Linked DNA regions of Neogale vison: region 2 is linked to region 1. The links are chromatin contacts, called in public Hi-C maps. All regions are on one chromosome and are shown on one strand. The core of a region is the stretch at or near the end of the contact, and the rest is flanking DNA. Distances in the headings are between cores, read along the strand shown. Region 1 holds the start of PARP2 (poly [ADP-ribose] polymerase 2). Region 2 holds the start of LOC122894700 (ribonuclease K3-like).

Evidence for each region. Hi-C and Micro-C count contacts between places; a contact is called where the count stands out from the background.
Region 2: a Hi-C map of muscle shows a contact between it and region 1, with 5 times the contacts expected there. The contact joins the promoter of LOC122894700 here to the promoter of PARP2 in region 1. A contact is called at or near these places in 2 of 3 Hi-C or Micro-C datasets (fibroblasts and muscle).

The regions. Positions count from the first base shown.
Region 1 is chr13:96,173,232-96,176,745 of ASM_NN_V1, forward strand. PARP2 (poly [ADP-ribose] polymerase 2) reads left to right here and starts at 2,151. Exons shown (of 16, transcript XM_044230856.1): 1 at 2,151-2,277; 2 at 3,289-3,435. The coding sequence starts at 2,235.
Region 2 is chr13:96,470,651-96,474,074 of ASM_NN_V1, forward strand. LOC122894700 (ribonuclease K3-like) reads left to right here and starts at 1,674. Exons shown (of 3, transcript XM_044232439.1): 1 at 1,674-1,752. RNASE4 (ribonuclease 4) reads left to right here and starts at 1,670. Exons shown (of 2, transcript XM_044232442.1): 1 at 1,670-1,752. It overlaps TRNAP-UGG (a tRNA gene), which reads left to right and starts at 1,096; the gene lies at 1,096-1,167. LOC122893544 (a long non-coding RNA gene) reads right to left here and starts at 487. Exons shown (of 4, transcript XR_006381648.1): 1 at 1-487.

The DNA.
Region 1 (3,514 bases), core at 901-3,400:
TTCAGTAATTTTCACTCTGACCACCATTAAAAAAAAAAACTAAATAAAGAGAAGAAAAAATAAAAATAAATTTTAAAGAATATGGGTGGGGTGATAATTACTACCAAGAAACTTGAAGAATATAATAGCTTAGTAGATAAAAACAAATTTTGGTATTACCTAAACCTGTCCTGCCTCTTCTGAACTGTGTGTCATGGGCTGAATTGTGTATGCCCAACAAAAAAATGTTATGTTTTAACCCCTCAGGAGTTCAAAATGTGACTGTATTTGGAGGTAGGGCTTTTAAAGAAGTAATTAAGGCAAAGCAGGTGATTTGAGTAGGCCCTCATCCAATATCACCTGTCCTTATAACCAGACTGGGACGTAGACAAACACAGAAGGAAGACAATGCATGGAAGACAGGTAAGAAGACGGCCATTTGCAATCCAAGGAGACAAGCCTTAGAAGAAACCAAGGTTCTTCTAAGACCACCCAGGTTCTAAAACTACCCAGGTCCAATAGGTTAAGGGTCTGACTTCAGCTCAGGTCATGATCCCAGGGTCCTGGAATGGAGCCCATATCAGACCAGAAGCCCCACTCTCAGCAAGGAGTCTGCATCTCCTTCTCCCTCTGTGGCTCCCCCTGCTCACACTGGCTTTCTCTCCTCTCTCAAGTAAGTAAATACATAAGTAAATCTTTCTTTAATTAAAAATTAAAAAGAAGAAGAATCCTACATTGTAGACATCCTTGTCTTGGATTTCTAGCTTCCAGAGTTGAGAAAATAAATTTCTGTTGTTTGAGCCACCCGGTCTATGACAGTTATGGCAGCCCTAGTAAACTAATATACTATGTGAGCTTGAATAAATTACTTGAATTTTTCGAAAGCTCAGCTTCCTTAGCCATAAAATGGGAACAATAATAATACTTATCCTATGGGGTTGTTGTGAGAATTAAATCATGTTTGCAACGCTCATAGCATAGTAATCAGCAAATAAATTCTAGGTATTATCAATTTGAGATTAAATGACATACATGTTAAAGCACTTAACTCTGCCTAGTACCCAAAGCTCTGATAATTATTTTTAAAAAATGTTCCATTTTTGTCACATTTTCCTATCTCCAAATTAACATCTTTTAGACCAGTCTAGCTTATTTGTGTCATAATTAAATTAGATGCAACAAATGTTGACTTACCAAGGAAAGAAATTAACCAATTCAATCCAGCAAACATTTGCTGAGCACCTATATTTTGTCAGATTTATTTCCAAGTATCTGATAGACTTTGATATTATAGTAAATGTTATTATTTCTTAAAAATTTTATTTCTATTTGAAGCTCTTGTAAAGATGCAATTTATTCTTACGTGTTCTTTTCTATCAGCCTTGTTAAACTTCTGTAATGAGTTAAAAATTTTTATTTTGTAGTTTCTTATTCACAACCAAACCACATACAAACAATAAGAATTTTGGTTTTTATATTTTGATGAACAAAGCTCTTTAATTCCAGGAAATCAAGTGTATCAATCTTTTCTCTTATAACCAGTGACTTTTGTCTTAAGAAACCCTCCTTCCTTACCTCAAGGTCCAAATGGAGACTTGTTAAGCTTGTTCAGTGCTTGGCCCCACTCCTGACCCAAAGTCATCACATTTTCCCCGCTCCTTCCTCATACTCTGCTTTTCTTCAAAAAGAGGCGGGGGAGAGTAGTCTGAATTAGGTTATGAGGCCCCCAGCCAGGGTACCTCACCTCAGCCATTGAACTCACTTTGCTGGCCGTGAGTCTGTTCCAAGCTCCGGCTAAGGAGGCATCCGCCAGGCCCTTCCGCAGGGGGTTGGGTCCATGGCATCTCCTGCCCAGTCTGCCCTCGCGCGGAGCCCCGTTCTCTGGGAACTCACCTCCCCGAAATCAGGGAGGACCCTGTTAGGGCCGCTCTATGGCCCTAGTCTCAGACCTTCCCAGGGGACATGGGATAGAGTGACACAAGGCACTCAGCTCGTGGCCCCACCGATGAGCTTCCCTCCGCCCTATGGGAAAGGGTGGCCCCAGCGAGCATTTATAAGGCTCCCGCATCTAAAGACATTTTACAGTTATGGTGACTTCCCACAACGCGTAGCAACATGCAAATATCGCGGGGAGTACCGCCCCTGTCCCTTGCACGCGTCTTCTCAGCACGCACGCACGCGCGCTGTGTTCCCGCCCTGTGACTCCAGGCGGGTATTGCCCGGGGCGGGTTTGCCGACAGGAACGTTCAGGCTCCATGGCTGCCAGACGGCGGGGGACGCGCAGCAACGGGGTCGGAGGTTCGGTGCACATTGTAGGGGGCGAATACTGGGGGGCGGGGAGTCTGAAGAGGAGCGGGGCCCTCTGCTCTAGCCCCACCCCTTCCGTCGCCCCCTGACCGTCCTTGGCTATCAAGCTAGTTTAGGTGCTGAACTTTTTAAACTTCAGTTTTCAGAGCTTTTCGGATTACAGAATTGTGTATAAGAGCTTGTGGACCTTTAGTAACTAACACAGTGCCAGCACTATTTTAAATACTTAATGTCATCTAATTGAAAATATTTATTAATAATATTTATTTATTAATAATATTTATTAAGATGCATCATTATTTTATGTATCACTAAGAAAGGAAAAAAATGCTTCCAGTTAAAACGTGATTCATTGTTTATATGTCATCCATTGTAAGATGCAGCCGAGTTTCAAAGATAGTAAAATTCAGGTCTTAGAATTGAGGAGTATTACACTCTCTCTGTGTTATGTTCTTATGTGCATCCATCCTACAATTGTGTAGGTCCATCCTACAAATTAGGTGCTATTGTTGTCCTCCTCTGGATTTTACAGTCGGGGCAACTCAGGTGCAAAGAGATGAAGTAAATTCTATAAGTTTCCACAGCTGGAAGAGACCCAGCTAGGCTCTAAACTAGAGACAGATTCCAGAGCACTCTGTTAACCATTATCTCATACCACGTTGGGTAGTTTGAAGATAGGTATTGGGAAAGTTTGGGGATGCAAGTAAAGAGAGATAAACAGTCTATATGACACTCATGCCTCAGGCTATGAGCTCACAAGAGCCCTGGGGCTCCATCTTATTTTATTTTATTTTAATTTGGCTAGAATAGCAATTTAGGTTGTGATTTCTCCGACTATTGCCAAGAACAGTGGTATGGCAGTTACTATTTCTTTGTAAATTTACAAAACCATCTTAAGCCTTTTCTTTAAAAAGATGATGTTTTTTTAAAGTAGGATTGTGTTCAGTGGATACTCATTCTTTCTTTTGGTTCTTTGCCTATTCTTTATGCACATGGCATTAGATGAAGCTGGACGAGTTCATAATGGCAACACAGCTATAGAAGACCCTCTGCCTGCAAAGAAAACTCGAAGATGCCAGAGGCAGGGGGTGAAAAAGGAGCCTGTGAATGGAGGAGAGGCCAATAATAACAAAACAGAAGACAAGCAAGGTCAGCTTCAAGTGGTAGGCCAGAGAGGACATGGACCAGCAGGATTGTCTATGGGAGGGGTGAGGACAAAGGATGCCTT
Region 2 (3,424 bases), core at 424-2,923, 300 kb after region 1:
ACTTCTCCAGACCTTATTCCTGTCCCTAAGAGAAAGTTTTTCTCCAAGCATATGAACAAATGGATCCCGTTGGGCAGTGTCTTAGTGAGGTGGCGAGTGTGAGCCAACTCTGTCAGCCAGCTGGAAGAATTCTGAGTTAACGTCCCCTCACATGTTTCTTTTGGCTTCTAGTTGATCCACTCATTGATACAGACCATTATATATAAACGCTGTGTGCGCTGTCTGCGTGGTGCGCCCGGAGCGACTCCACCTTGAGGAAGAAACCGCTTCGACTGGGATCCCCCGACCCGAGCGTCCGCCCCCTTCCATACACACAGCCATTCAGGGGGAGGTCCTTACACGGCAGCTTTAGTTTATCTTTTTATACATTTCTGTAGTTCTACAAAAAAGATTTTGGGCCAGAACAGGAAGGGCCAACAGGATCTGACGCGAATTTGGCTGAGACGAAGAATTCCAGACCGAGGGAACAAGTGAAACAAAGGTGGGAGATGGAACCCTTGATTCTCCTTCAGGGCCTGGACCATCCGAACACACGCCAGGCTGGCGCACCTCCCACCGACTCGGGCTCCTGGGATTTTGATGCCCACCATTTCTCGCCTAGGATGTTACGCTCGCTCGACGTGGTAGCAGACTGACACGCTTCCCGCGCGTCCAGCCTGGGGCTCAGGACCCTCCAGGCTCGCAAGCGAGCTCTGCTCGGGTCCTCGGACTCCCGCCGGACTCCCGCCGGGCTCCCGCCGCGCTCCCGCCCGCGCTCCCGCCCGCGCTCCCGCCCGCGCTCCCGCCGCGCTCGAGCTCGCGCCCAGAGCCTTCCGGCAGTGCTCGGTGGAGCTCACCCACGCGGCGCGAGGTCTGGAAACTGACCGTCCTCACCCCATCCGGCCCCTGGAGGGGTCCAGGATGTGGATCGGGGAAAATAAGCGAGGTTAGGGCCGAGCCAGGCTTCAAAGGAGTGAGACTTCATGAAAATGAGAGACAACGAAGCAAGGCCAAAAGTAAATGTCACAATGCAGGACGAAGCTCGGAAACAGCCTGGCGGCCAACTGCACACTAGAAAGTACTGTTCAGAGGAAATAAAGGCGCTTTTGTCGCGTCGGCTCGTTGGTCTAGGGGTATGATTCTCGCTTTGGGTGCGAGAGGTCCCGGGTTCAAATCCCGGACGAGCCCTAGCTTTTGGTTTTTTTTCTCCTGCCCTCGAAACTATGCAAAAGTTCAGATCTCTCCAAACTTTCTCGCTTTCCGACTGTTCTGCACAAGAGGTGCGCTGAACCAACGAATGCCAGAGAGGGCTGACGAGCTGTGCAGGGAGAAACCGCCTGGTCTCCTGGGCTGACCGCCAGCTGACACCTCGGAGGGACCGCCTCGCTCCCAGGAGCAGGGGTTGGTGTCCAGGCCCGTTGTCCCCGGAGGTGCGTGGGGCTCGGGTCTGCAGGCCCTCTTCTTTCCCAGGCAGGGCCCGCCCGCCGCGCCCACTGCAGAGGCGGGTCTAGGCGGGAGGGGCGTCCCGGGAGAAACAGGGCGCGGTCCCAACTGCACCGAGGCTCCCGCGCCGCCTTTCTCTCCCTGCTGTGTGCCCCGTCCGTTCGTGTACACACACGTATGCCGACCCCACCCAGGATCCAAAGCAAGATTTAAAAGGAAGTCTTTGCGTCTTCTACGAGCTCCCTATCATCCTACAGGCAGGGGAAGAAGCCGTGAGAAAAACTTCTTTCCACTGTCCTGCGCGTTTCTGCAGCCCCGTTCCAGGCCGAGGTGGGTTCACATCCTGCTCTCTCTCTCCTCCTCCTCAGTAGTTTTACCAAGAGTGTTTTGGCCCGAGGAGCCCCTTCTTAGCAGAGACAATGTGGGACTCCTCGGGGAGGCGTTTGCAGAACCGCGTTGGAGCCGCTCAGGAGTACGAAGGAATGTCCAAAGTCTTGTTCTTTTATGAGTTAGCGACTCTACATTTCTTCCCTGAGATTTACTTCTCGGGAAAGTCTAGCGCCTAGAATGTAGGGTCAGAAGAGCGCGCAGAATTGGCGAAGGGGGTGGAGGCCCGGGAAGGCCTGCACGTGCCCAAACCTAAGGATTCTTGACTTGGTACCCAGGTGGATCGCCAGATTTAGGCCTTGTCCAGTTTTTGCCAGCATAACTGCCTTGTGGGGCTTGCCTTTTTGTTTTCTGGTGACTCACTTCTCTCTCCCCACCCGCAGCCAACGTTGCAAAATTCCAGGATTCACTGCCAACAGGCTCTTCTTTAAGCTTTCTTACTGAAGTGTTGGGATCCTCAGTCTTTTTACTCTGAGATAGCGTGTCATATGGTAATACATGGGCAAAAGAGAACATCTTTATTCAAGAAGGACAGTAAAAACAATTTCAGCATCATTCTGGGGACTAGGGAAATCTCAAATGAGGCAAGACCCTCCCTCTGTGTCCCTAACCTTATAATCAAGTCATAAATGTAATCACTAGAAACTCAAGTGGTATTATTATCTGAACAGCACTGGCCAACTTCCCAGAAGCAGTCTCAGGTATTCAAAGAACTACCAACAACACAGTTACTAACTGTGCAGAAGGATAATTTTGTTACACGCACTTTATTTTAAGCAACTCTTTTTACAGATAAAATATTATTGAAATTCATGGAATATTCTGTAGGTTTTCCTCAAACAGCAGCTTTCGGTGGCATCTTTAAAATTAGCTTTATTTTTCTAGAAATTGCTAGTGTGGACTATGAAACCTATGTGGTGCATTGGAAAGCTTCTAGTCCCTGGAACACCAGATGTGCCTGGTGCAGTATATGTTTTCTTTCTCTGTACCTCAGTATCCTCATCTGTTCTATGAGGCCTTGATAGATAGTCCTCCAGGTCTCCCTCTTTCTTATTCTATGACTTCTTGGGGTGGCAGGGTGGTAGTAAGATGGTACTTATAGAAAAGAAGGTACTCTATTAATGTGGACAAGAGCTACGTAGTTTGGCAGAACAGATGGGGAAACCATTCCAGGAAAAGAAGAAGGGCTCTGGCTATTGGTGCAAGAGCAGATGTCAGGTTACAATCAGGCAAAGGTAAGAGATTTGTCAAGTTATTGTTGGAAGCATTTGCCCATGTGATTCAGAAATTAAAGTAGATGGCTAAGAAAGTGGACCGAAGCAGGCCAATGAAACCCCTCATTAAAAGTTTTCATTTAGGGGTGCCTGGGTGGCTCAGTGGGTTAAACCTCTGCCTTTGGCTCAGGTCATGATCTCCGGGTCCTGGGATTGAGCCCCACATAGGGCTCCCTGCTCAGCTGGGAGTCTTCTTCCTCCACTCTCTCTGCCTGCCTCTCTGCCTACTTGTGATCTCTCTCTCTCTCTCTCTGTCAAATAAATAAAAAAATCTTTAAAAAAAGGTTTTCATTTAATCTGTATTTAGGTGAAGCAGAACACCTTGAACTCTGGGAAAGAGA